2 separate regions of the Pan troglodytes genome follow, and region 2 is linked to region 1. Evidence: chromatin contacts called from public Hi-C data. All regions are on one chromosome and are shown on one strand. The core of a region is the stretch at or near the end of the contact, and the rest is flanking DNA. Distances in the headings are between cores, read along the strand shown.

Evidence for each region. A called contact is a pair of places that touch in the nucleus more often than the background predicts.
Region 2: a Hi-C map of induced pluripotent stem cells shows a contact between it and region 1, with 1.7 times the contacts expected there. The contact joins the enhancer-like site here to the promoter of CCDC13 in region 1. A contact is called at or near these places in 3 of 7 Hi-C or Micro-C datasets (induced pluripotent stem cells and stem cell-derived neural progenitor cells) and 1 of 1 other capture datasets (stem cell-derived neural stem cells).

What each region holds. Positions count from the first base shown.
Region 1 is chr2:46,782,652-46,788,999 of NHGRI_mPanTro3-v2.0_pri, reverse strand. CCDC13 (coiled-coil domain containing 13) reads left to right here and starts at 2,888. Exons shown (of 17, transcript XR_010155169.1): 1 at 2,888-2,977.
Region 2 is chr2:46,837,599-46,843,946 of NHGRI_mPanTro3-v2.0_pri, reverse strand. The region is part of intron 3 of ACKR2 (atypical chemokine receptor 2); the gene reads right to left. Among named protein-coding and RNA genes, the nearest start is that of ACKR2, 26 kb to the right of the region's middle. Within about 2 kb of position 3,281, at least 2 of the 24 cell types and tissues checked have an H3K27ac peak or open chromatin away from gene starts, as enhancers often do. A contact at or near this core is called in induced pluripotent stem cells, where this site is marked.

The sequences.
Region 1 (6,348 bases), core at 1,639-4,138:
AATTTCTTCTAAAACTAGATATGCAGTTACCATACTACACAGCAATTGCACTCTTGGGCATTTATTCCATAGGAATGAAAACTTATGTTCACACAAAAACCTATACATGAATGTTTATAGCAGCTGAATCATAATTGCTCCTAACTGGAAACAACCCAGATGTCTTTCAGTGGGTAAATGGTTAAATAAACTGGTACATTCATACTAGAACTACTCAGCAATAAAAAGGAATGGATTATTGATACACACAACAACTTGGATGAATCTCCAAGGAATTGTTCTGAGTAAAAAAAAAAAAAAAAAAAAAATCCATCCTAAAAAGTGTACATGCTGAGTTATTTCATTTATATAACATTTTTGAAATGACAAAATTTTAGAAATGGAGGACAGACTGGTGGTTGTAAAGGGTTAGGGACTAGGGCAGGAGGAGGAAGGGAAGTGTACATAGTCATAAAATCACAACAGAGAGATCCTTGTGATAGTAAGTATTTGGTATCTTTTTTTTTTTTTTTGAGACAGAGTCTCACTCTTGTCGCCCAGGCTGGAGTGTAATGGCGCGATCTCAGCTCACTGCAACCTCCACTTCCTGAGTTCAAGCGATTCTCATGCCTCAGCCTCCCAAGTAGCTGGGATTACAGGCAAGCACCACTATGCCTGGCTAATTTTTGTTATTTTTAGTAGATATAGGATTTTGCCATGTTGACCAGGCTGGTCTTGAACTCCTGGCCTCAAGTGATCTGCCTGCCTCAGCATCCCAAAATGCTGGGATTATAGGCGTGCATGAGTCACCATGCCCGGCCAGTATTTGATATCTTGATGGTCATGGATACACAAACTGACACGTGATAAATCAAAAGAAAAGGACAGTTAAATTGGAGAAATCTAAGAGGAGTAGGTTGTATCGATGTCAATATCCTGGTTGTAATATTAAAGTTCTGCAAAATATCATTGTGGAGAACTGGAAAAGTATACAGGGGATCTCTATTATTTTTTACAACTGCATGTGATTCTATAAAAATCTCAATATAATTTCAAATTAAAAAGCAAAAAACAAAGGGCAGTGTCCTACAGATACTTCTGGCTAGAGAAACAAAGTGGGCTGGAATTAACAAACATCTGTATACTGTACATGAGGAAATACTGGTGACCCAGATTGGATTCGCCAGCTTCTTGGATGATAAAATGTCAAGCTTATAAACTAAAGAAAATTCTCAAAAGAATTTTGGGCAGAAAAAAAAAATGGCATGAGAGCCTTAGTGGTGACCGTGGAAAAGTAACAAACCTAGAGGAAAATCATCCCTGCTTTTTAAAAAATGGGTTACTGCAAAAATGATATCCTCGTCAAAAATAATCCTTGGATTGCTGGAGCAAATGTTACCCCTTTCCCAAACTTTCTAATACATACATTCTAGAATGTCGGTTCTGAAATTCTCTTGCATCCTTAATTTTCTCACAGCATGTTCTTATTTTAATGAAAACCTGGCTTTCTGCTAGGATCCATGCTTTCCAGAAGCCCTCTAAGTAGACCTGGCTATTCCTTTTCCTATGCCACATAGTCCCATCGTGGTCATGAGGCAAACGAATGATACTCCCCACTACACACACCATATAAAAAAAACCCTAATCCTTTGAGGCCCACATCTACCTGAATCCTACTCTTTATCCTGTCTCTCTTTGCTGCCACCTGTATATTATACGTCTCCCACCCTCAGCTCACCAGGCAGCAATTGGAGACCAACGGGAAAGATCCATTTTTCCTTTATCAGGAAACTTCGGGTTTATACCTGCAGTGCTGATGGCAGTCTAGTGCCGTATCTTATGTATGCATGTCTATGGGATGGGTATTCATTCACCTTATGAGGAAAAAAAATAGAAAAACAACTGCCAAGGTTTTCAAATTATGAAGGCCTGGATAAATATTTGGGCAGGAGCTGTGGCTCACGCCTGTAATCCCGGCACTTTGGGAGGCCAAGGTGGGCGGATCACCTGAGGTCAGGAGTTCAAGACCAGCCTGGTCAACATGGTGAAACCCCGTCTCCACTAAAAATAAAAAAATTAGCCAGGTGTGGTGGCGGGTGCCTGTAATCCCAGCTACTCAGGAGGCTGAGGCAGGAGAATCGCTTGAACCTGGGAAATGGAGGTTGCAATGAGCTGAGATCGCACCACTGCACTCCAGCCTGGGCGACACAGCGAGACTCTATCATAGATAGATAGATAGATTAGATAGATAGATAGATAGATAGATAGAAATCTCCCTTGAATCATCTTTCATAGAAATTTGCCTCCCACCCCCATATTGCCTTGAAATATAGTAGTGTCTTACATTGGAAGGTGCCATTTAAAAAAAAAAACAAGTATTTTCCTTTATGAAAATAAACGATGTTCATTATTTTAAAAATCCTCTAAAGTGTAAAAATAAAAACACAGCACTGCTATTCCACCACCCAAATATAACCACTTTTAATATTTCTATTTCGGTCTTGTTTTAGTGCCTAGTTTGAAATAAACACAACTTTATTTATTTAGCATTGCTATATTGCGTCCTGCTTCCTTCACTCACCATCATAACATGGCCTTTCCCCACACTGTTTTACATTTTTCAAATATATCTGAATGGCTACTTTAAATTTCATGGTGAGATCGTTTGCTTTTTAACTCCCCAACAGGAGAGCGGAATGGGCATCTCTGTGCAGAACGTTTGGTCCACAAAACTTTTTTAAAAATATACTCCAGAAGATTTAAACTCTCCAGCGCACTCGAGATCGTGCCCGCTTGGATCCAGCCCAGCGCGCCATCAGCGCCTCTGTCACTTTCAGAACTCTTGGCGCCCCCTCGGCCCCCGTAGAGTAGCGTTGAAAACGCGCAAGTGACGTCGCTTGTTTCCCTGGTGACGGTTGCCAGGGCAGCGCGTGTCGGCGTCCGGAGGAGGTGACCTAGCCGCCGCGGTCCTAGAAGGGAGAAGTGGAGAAAGACCGCTGTAAGTGCCGGGGAGAGCGGAAGGGCCCGGGCCGGAGCTGGGAAAGCCCGCAGCTGCCGGGGGCGCGGAACCGAGCCCGAGCGCGCTGCCACTGGCCGGGCGCTCACCGCGTGCTGGGCGCCCAGCGAGGACTCTTCCCCTTCGTCCTTTGAATCTTCACACACAGCCCTCTTCTAACCCAGGCAGACGCTTATTTTCCACGCAGTACATGGGTTAATGAGGCGCAGAGGGTGGGTCGCCTGCCCCAAAGTCATAGCGTAGATGGCACAGTCAGAACTCGAACTCAGGTCCGCCTGACAAGCGCTGTTTGCTGGGCCTCTGCCACTGGGCCCTCTCGCACCGCACTGAAAGATGCGACCCGACGGCGTGCACTTCCGCATCTCCCAGTTCCCCTTCCAGGCCCAGCCCCCACAGGACTGGGGACTCGCAAGAGGGAGTTCCCCTCCAAGCCCGGAGTCCAGCCCTGAGAACCAGAGCATCACCCCGCTCCCATCCCAAACCCATCCCTACGAAGATGCTAGCAGTGCACAGGGCGCCAAACTAGGCATCCGTGGGCGGCCTCCCCACACCTCCAGGCCCCTAGACTGTTGTTGAGAATACTCGAAAAGAACACAGTAAAAGAAAAGAAGAAAGAGAAGGAGAGGGGAAGAGAAAAACAATGAAAAAAGTGGCAGGCCGATGGGGCAAGGGGTCTCAGTCCTTCCTCACTGGTCCCTGTCACCTATGGTCCCATGTCCTGTGGGATCTTGCTTCCTCATAGGACTCCAGAGTGCATGCCACTCTTCCTACTCCCTGGCTCTAAGTCCTACCTGAGCCAAGAGTTCTTTCCATGCAGCTCTAGCCTTTATTTTTTTTATTATTACTTTTTTTTTTTTTTTTTTTTTTGACGGAGTCTCGCTCTATCGCCCAGGCTGGAGTGCAGTAGCGCGATCTCGGCTCATTGCAACCTCTGCCTCCCAGGTTCAAGCGATTCTCCTGCCTCGGGCTCGAGTAGCTGGGATTACAGGCGCCCGCCACCATGCCTGGCTAATTTTGGTATTTTTAGTAGAGATGGGGTTTCACCATGTTGGCCAGGCTGGTCTCAAACTCCTGACCTCAGGTGCCTCAGGTGATCCGCCCACCTCAGCCTCCCAAAGTCTTGGGATTACAGGCGTGAGCCACCACGCCCGGCTTAGCCTTTACTTTTAAAAGAAAATAGACTTAAAGCAGATTTTTAGAAGCATTAAGCAAAAAACAGTTCCTTTATACATTCCGTATTCCCATTTCCTTTGTTGTTAACATCTTACACATTGCATTGGTGTGGTACATTTGTTATCATTGATACAACTATATTGGTATGTTATTACTAACTAAAGTCCATAGTTTACATTAGAGTTCATCTGTTGTTGTTGTTGCTGCTGCTGTTTTGAGACAGGGTCTCACTTTGTCACCCAGGCTGGAGTGCGGTGGCATGATCATGGCTCACAGTAGCCTCCAACCCCTGGGCTCAAGCAATCCTCCCACCTCAGCCTCCTGAGTAACTGGGAACACAGGCACATGCCACCATGCCCGGCTAATTTTTTTATTTTTTGTAGAGCTATGGTCTTGCTATGTTGCCCAAGCTGGTCTCAAACTCCTGGCCTCAAGTGGTCCTCCCACCTTGGCTTCGTAGAGTGTTGAGATTACAGGTGTGAGTCACCACACCTGGCCAGTGTTCATTGCTTAAGGTTTCACAGGTCTACAAGTTTTGCTAAATGTGTAATGCTGTGTATCCACCATTAAAGTATACAGAACAGTTTCACCTCCCCAAAAACCCCCTAGGCTTTACTGTTCATTCTTCCTTCCCGCCAACCCCTGGAAACCACTGATATTTTTCATTTAGAAGGGATTTACAATCACTGGTATCTTTTACTTCTCTGTAATTTTGCCTTTTCCAGAATATTATACAGTTTGCAATTATACAGCATGTAGCCTTTTCAGACCGGCTTCTTCACTTAACAATACACATTTAGGTTTCTTTCATGTCTTTTCGTGGCGTGATAGCTCATTTCTTTTCATCACTGAATAATATTCCCTGGTATGAGTGTACCAGGTTATCTACTCACCTATTGAAGTACATCTTGTTTTTTTCTCATTTTTGGTAATCATGAATAAAGTTATTGAGTCCGGAATTGTGGGTTCTTGGTCTCACTGACTTCAAGAACAAAGCCGCAGACCCTCGCGGTGGGTGTTATAGTTCTTAAAGGTGGCGTGTCTGGAGTTTGTTTCTTCCTTCTGATGTCAAGATGTGTTCAGAGTTTCTTCCTTTTGGTGGGTTCATGGTCTCGCTGGCTCAGGAGTGAGGCTGCAGACCTTCGCGGTGAGTGTTACAGCTCTTAGGGTGGCGCATCTGGAGTTGTTCATTCCTCCTGGTGGGTTCATGGTCTCGCTGGCTTCAGGAGTGAAGCTGCAGACCTTCACGGTGAGTGTTACAGCTCATAAAAGCAGTGTGGACCCAAAGAGTGAGCAGTAGCAAGATTTAGTGCAAAGAGCGAAAGAACAAAGCTTCCACAGTGCGGAAAGGGACCCCAGCAGGTTGCCACTGCTGCCTGGGGCAGCCTGCTTTTATTATCTTATCTGGCCCCACCCACATCCTGCTGATTGGTCCATTTTACAGAGAGCCCATTGGTCTGTTTTACAGAGAGCTGATTGGTCCGTTTTGACAGGGTGCTGATTGGTGCATTTACAATCCCTGAGCTAGACACAAAAGTTTTCCACTTCCCCACTAGATCAACTAGATACAGAATGTCAATTGGTGCATTTACAAACCTTGAGCTAGATACAGAGTGCCGATTGGTGTATTCACAATCCCTTAGCTAGACATAAAGATTCTCAAAGTCCCCACCAGATTAGCTAGATACAGAGTGCCGATTGGTGCATTCACAAACCCTGAGCTAGACATAGGGTGCTGATTGGTGTGTTTACAAACCTTGAGCTAGATACAGAGTGCTGATTGGTGCACTCACAATCCCTTAGCTAGACACAAAGGTTCTCCAAGTCCCCACTAGACTCAGGAGCCCAGCTAGCTTCACCCAGTGGATCCTGCACCAGGGCCCCAGGTGGAGGTGCCGGCCAGTCCCGCTGTGTGCCCGCACTCCTCAGCCCTTGGGCGGTTGATGGGACCAGGCGCTGCAGAGCAGGGGGTGGCGCTCGTTGGGGAGGCTGGGGCGCGCAGGAGCCCACGGTAGCAGGGGGAGGCTCAGGCATGGCGGGCTGTGGGTCCCCAGCCCTGTCCCACGGGGAGGCAGCCAAGGCCCCGCGAGAAATTGAGCACAGCAGCTGCTGGCCCAGGTGCTAAGCCCCTCACTGCCAGGGGCTTGCGGCCAGCCGGCTGCTTGGAGTGTGGGCCTGCG
Region 2 (6,348 bases), core at 2,032-4,531, 55 kb before region 1:
TCTTGTAAGACTTGCTCAACACAGGGTTGAAAATCTGGATTTCTAAAAAAACACACATAATCACTAATATGTTTATCTGTATCCAATAAAAGAAAATGGTCTTAAAATACAATATGAATATGATCAATAAAGCCACAGAAGTCTGGTTTTGTAATGCAGTTTGTTTTTTTAAATGATCTCTCAAATCGTCATTCCCATTAAGTAGTATGTGTGGTCAAATCCTATTCTAGAACTGGGCCGTACAGTAGTCACTAGCCATATTTGGCCATGAAGCACCTGAAATGTGACTAGTCTGAACTGAGAAGTACAAGCATAAAGCACATGTCAGATTTCAAAGACAGTACAAATAACGGAATGTAAAATATCTCACTAATAATTAATAATTGTATAGTGTACACTGCTCGGGTGATGGGTGCACCAAAATCTCAGAAATCACCACTAAAGAACTTATGCATGTAATCAAACACTATCTGTTCCCCCAAAACCTATTGAAATAAAAAATACTTTAAAAAATAAAAAATAAAAATAAACATAATATCTCATTGTTATGTTGATTACATCTTGAGATAATTTGTTTATATTTTGGGTTAAATAAATACATCATTCAAATTAATTTCACTTGTTTCTCTTTAGGGCTTTAATGTTGACTATTAGAAAATTTAAGGCTGGGCAACTTAGTGAGCCCTCATCTCTACAAAAAAATTTATAAATTAACCCAAGCACAGTGGCTCATGCCTGTAATCCCAGCACTTTGGGAGGCCAAGGCGGGCAGATCGCTTGAGCCCAGGAGTTCAAGACTAGCCTAGGCAATGTGGAGAAACTTCATCTCTACAAAAAACACAAAAATTAGCTGGGTGTGGTGGCACATGCCTGAAGTCCCAGCTACTCGGGAGGCTGAGGTGGGAGGATCACTTAAGCCCAGGAGGCAGAGGTTGTAGTGAGCTGAGATTGTGCCACTGTACTCCAGCCTGGGCAACAGAGTCAGACCCTATCTCAAAAAAATAAAAATAGAAAAATTAGCCAGGTGTGGTGGCATGCGCCTGTAGTCCCAGCTACTCAGGAGGCTAAGGTGGGAGAATCGCTTGAGCCTAGGAAGTTGAGGCTGCAGTGAGCCATGATCATGCCACTACACTCCAGCCTGGTCGACAGTGAGACTCTGTCTCAAAAAAAAAATTAAAATGACACATATGGATCATATGGTGGCTCACCTGTTTTTATTGGACAGCACTGGTCTAGAGTATTTCATTGCTGTGCGTTCCGTATGCGGTGACGGAGTGCCCTAATCTGATAGATGAACTGGTGCAGGTTTTTGCATTTTCTTAATTTGATAGCACTACATTTTCTTTTTCTTTTTCTTTCTTTTTTTTTTATTCTTTTTTTGAGACAGAGTATTGCTCTGTTGCCCAGTCACCCAGGCTGGAGTGCAGTGGCGCAATCTCAGCTCACTGCAACCTCCGCCTCCCCAGTTCAAGCGATTCTTATGCCTCAGCCTCCTGAGTAGCTGGGATTACAGGTGCCCACCACTACACCCAGCCAATTTTTGTATTTTTATTAGAGACAGGTCCTCACTGTGTTGGCCTAGCTGGTCTCAAATTCCTGGACTCAAGTGATCTGCCCACCTCAGCCTCCCAAAGTGCTGGGATTACAGGCATGAGCCACCATGCCTAGCCTGATGGCAATGAATTTCTAACAATTAAGGGTCATGACATCTTAAGAGATGGAGGCTTTCTGGTATTAGGCTGTTCTTGGTGCAGTTGCCACTAGAGGAAAGGGGAGGGTCATCTCTATCTTTCCAAAAATCTCAGTCTCCAAAGTTTTGTGTTTCATTTCACTACCATTAAACCATATAATGATTTAATACCAATTCTAAGTACAAAATTCATAGACATAATTTCTGGCTGAATAAATTGGTTCTGCCTCTTTAAATTTCTAGTGATATTAAGGCCCATGTATTTCCCTATGTTCACTTGATTTTGAAACTATCAAACCTTTCACCTACTAGTAATTGCATTTTTGGCATCATGGTCCATGAAAGGAGAGTCAGGAGACAGTAACCACAGTAAGTTGAACAGGGAAAGTTTAATATAAAGATGTATTGACTATTTGAAGAGAAGTAACTACTACAAGGGAATTGAAGAGAACTCTAAAGAACATCCTAGGCAGAGGGAGACTACTTACAAAAGTACTAATTTGGAAGAGAAGGGAGCCCTGCCCCAAAGCTAGGATGCAGACCTCCTTTGAGAGGGTGCGATTGCAGCTACTGGATGGCACAGATGTTCAACTGGGTTGCCCTAGATGGAGCTCATCCACACTCAGCAGCTGGGGCTAGCAGGCAGGAAACTATGGGTCAAAACTGGCCAGCAGCATCCTGGGCAACTGAAGCTGGAGGGCAAGAAACCACTGCCATTGGCCAATGAAATTAGCCCTCCAGCGCCCCCTGCTGATAAAGTTTAGCATCATGCCAGCTGGCAAAGAAGAAATGTTTTAACATCACAAAGCAATGAAGGTTGGATTTGAAACAGGCAGGCATTAAGTGACAAAAGGTACACCTCCTTTAAAGGTGGGGGGTCTGCTGTTTTGCTCTTGGGATATTTTTAACAGGTCCATAAGAGACTTTTCACTGAAAAGAATTTTCCCAACATCACTAAGGAGGTTTTGCAACTTCTCCTAGGCGAGCGTGGCAGTCTCGGATTTCACCTTTTATTTTTTGTTTTTCAACTCATCTCGCACACTGATAGCCTTTTACTCTTTAAGCCTCGTCTTCTCACAAATCTCTGGCTCCATCTGGCCATGATGAGAGTTTCTGTTTTTCTTTTTCTTTTCTTCTCTCTCTTTTTTTTTTTTTTTTGCCTGAAGTTTAATTTCAGAAAATTATAGTCCCAGGATCACTCTCAGAAAACCACAGGTTTTTAGTCATTTCTGGTACACCAATCCCAAATTATACAGAAAAAAAGACCAAAATGTTTAAAATTAACTGACTTGGGGGAGGTTGGAGTTCCCTTCCTCATGCAGACCGGAGCATCCATAGAATGTCTATCTAGCCTAAGGGGATATAGAATGCACCTGATTTTGAGGGGTCTGGGAAGAGAGGGATAAAGAGAGGCCACACAGTCCAACCAACAGCCCAGCAGATTCAGTTTCTGATGCTTGCCTGAAGCAACAAAGACTTTCTGAAAATAAAAAAAAAAGAAAAGAAAAAAGGCAGAACTTACACCTCATCACCAGGAGACAAAGGCAGGGAGGGGGACTTGAAAGAAACACATTACAGGATTTCACCAGCGGGGAGCTTCTTGTGTCCTGCACTACACCTCTTCTCCTCTCAGAGTCACTATTGCTCCATATCTTGTTTTCAATATGCCAAATTTGGGGGAGGGGACAGACAAAATTTTAAAACAAGATTTTGCCACTTTTAGGGGTTGCATTACAGAATGAAGGAAGAGGAAAGAAGAGTTTATCAATCAAAGGCTGGGCGTGGTGGCTCATGCCTGTAATCTCAGCCCTTTGGGAGGCTGAGGCAGGGAGATAACTTGAGGCCAGGAGTTCAAGACCAACCTGACCAAGAGGGTGAAACCCCCATCTCTATTAAAAAAAAAAATTAAATAAATAAGAAGTGCTTATCAATCAGAGGCTAACGACCAGCATCCTCCAATTCCTTAGACATACTTACTTTGATACAGGAATACTATCTAAGACCCCCTCTATGATTGCCACATGGTCATTGGAGGAGGAGAGGCCTTGGGACAGTTAGGCAGGAAAGAGGAAGCCTCATAACATTCAGGAAGAGAAATATGAACCCTGTTATAAGGGGCATTTGAAAGAGGGTATTGAAAACAAAAATTTGAAAACAAGTCCCAATATTTGTTTAGTAAATATTAGACATCTATGAAAGAATCACAATGTTTGTTAGTTCAGAGTTTAGGTTTTGGAATATGAGACCTGAAACTGGATTATGGGGGCTGATTTTCTTTTGAGAATAGGGTCATGTAGGATGACCTGCTGCCCCTAAACTCTTCTTGCCTCTACGCATGTACCCCGGTGCCCTTTGCAGTCAAGGTACAGCCCCTTCAAGTTTTCCCATGTTCTGTTTTGTGTCTCATTTGCCTCTCAGTTGGCATGAAGACTAAAAGAGTTACGTCACATGGCAGAGGACAGAGTGCAGATACAAGGGGTTGATGGTCAAGAGGTCCCTCTCCTAGTCCCAACTGTGCTACAGGAAGAAGGGCAAGCCCCAATCCTCTTTAGGCCACAGGGTCCCTATCTATAAAATTAGAGAGGGTACAACTCCACGGCCCTATCGGAAAAGTGATAGGATGAGTGACCCGAGGGAGCTAGAATATGGGGGAAAGTTGACAAGAATGAGCAGCAGAGCCAAGAGCTCATGGCCTGATCTCCTGGTAGGAACATTAGGGAAAGTGACTCACCCTGGGCCAACCAGAATTGCCCCTCATTCCTGGCCTACCACTCCCATTTTCTTCCCTCACCTCTTTGGGAAGAGAATTTCTGATGAGTCAGAGATGGTTTACCTTTGTCACTAGCTCAATAGGGGCTATTGCCTGGAACAGAGTAATGTGGATAATTCATGTGCATCTAGTGAGCTAATATTGTTTGGAAGCTGACACACCTATGTGGACTTATGAACAGCAATTTTCCTGTGCCATGCCTCTACCAAAGTCCAGGTTTGCCACCTTCTGGTATTTTTGCATTGATGAAATGTGTATCTTACACATTCCAACCTCTGTGGCCTTTTACTCACCCTCATTTTCTTCTCCCCTTCTCTCCATCCAAAGATCGCCCATTCTTTCACCCTGTTCAAGTCCACTCTATACCAGGACACCTGCTCTGTTCCTTTTCTAACTCTTCAATTCCTTCCAATTTCAGATGGCTTGATGCTCCCCTCTCCCAGGAGTGTTTTGCCCTAAACTGACTGTCAATAAATGTGACCATGATGATCACAATAAAGATATCACTCATTTAGTCCACTAATATATACAACTATGGGCCTGCTCTTATATTATCCTCCTATTTCATTTAATGTGTGCTACCATAATTGCAGGTATTGTACTTCACATTATGATTCTATTTTCAGAGGTTACTAGAGAAAAGAGTTTGCAGTCTGTCTTGATAACCTTCTTCATCACACTGTATTCTTGAAAAGAATCCCGATTAGCCCCCCAAATCATCAGTCTTTGTCCTGAATTAGACAGAATAAAGTGTCTAACTGGCATGTGAGATGAATTCGCCTCTCCAAATCTCCATATCTCCAAATCTCATCCTCAGACCTTCCCAGAACATTCACAGACAGGTAGGCACTAGGAGAATAATAAGTCTCAGAAAACATTCCTTTTGGTTCCCCTTAAAACAAGATGTTGCCACTTTTAGGGGCTGCATTGTGGAAGGAAGGAAGGGAGAAGAAAGAAGTGACCTTCTCACAGTCACTTGATCTGACTTTCCTTATCTGAAATCAAAATATAATGCAAGCTGGCCAGGCGCGGTGGCTCACGCCTGTAATCCTAACACTTTGGGAGGCCAAGGCAGGTGGATCACCTGAGGTCAGGAGTTCAAGGCTAGCCTGACCAACATAGTGAAACCCCATCTCTACTAAAAAATACAAAAATCAGCTGGGCGTGGTGGCAGGCATCTGTAATCCCAGCTACTTGGGAGGCTGAGGCAGGAGAATGACTTGAACCCTGGAGGCAGAGGTTGCAGTGAGCAGAGATTGCACCACTGCACTCCAGCCTGGGTGACAGAGCAAGACTCTGTCTCAGAAAAGAAAAGAAAAAAAAAAATATATATATATATATATAATGCAAGCATCCTTTGACATATCCTCCTGGGATTAGAATTTATGACTACAGCTCTTTCCTTTCCCTGTTGACTTTACACATGATTTTGCAGGCTTATGGTTTATTTTATGGAGAAGACTGAAGGGTGTGTGGTAGCTAAAGGGCAATTCATTTTTCCTGCTCTGCCCAAAGTTAGCAAACAACCATCAACAAGTCCTAAATGGGAGTGTGGGGGCGTCTCCCTGTGGGTGAGAGTGTCCACGCACAGGCTGGATGATGACTAGAAATCAGAAACCCTGAGGGCTGTTCCAGCCTCACAATTCCACAAGCCTCTTTCCCACGCATGGGGAGAGAGACAAAGTGAACAAGTCCAATCCCCTAGTGCCTTCATCTTGGCACTTGGTCAAATCTTGTCTTCAAGGTTTCCTACATTGGTATCTCGTAGACCTCTTAACTAAAATGTAGGTTCCCCAGAGGCAGAGTACACTGCCTTGCTTCTCCTTATCCATAATCCATTGTAGGTAGTTTATGGCTCTGGATTGACAAAGTGCTCAATAACCAGCAG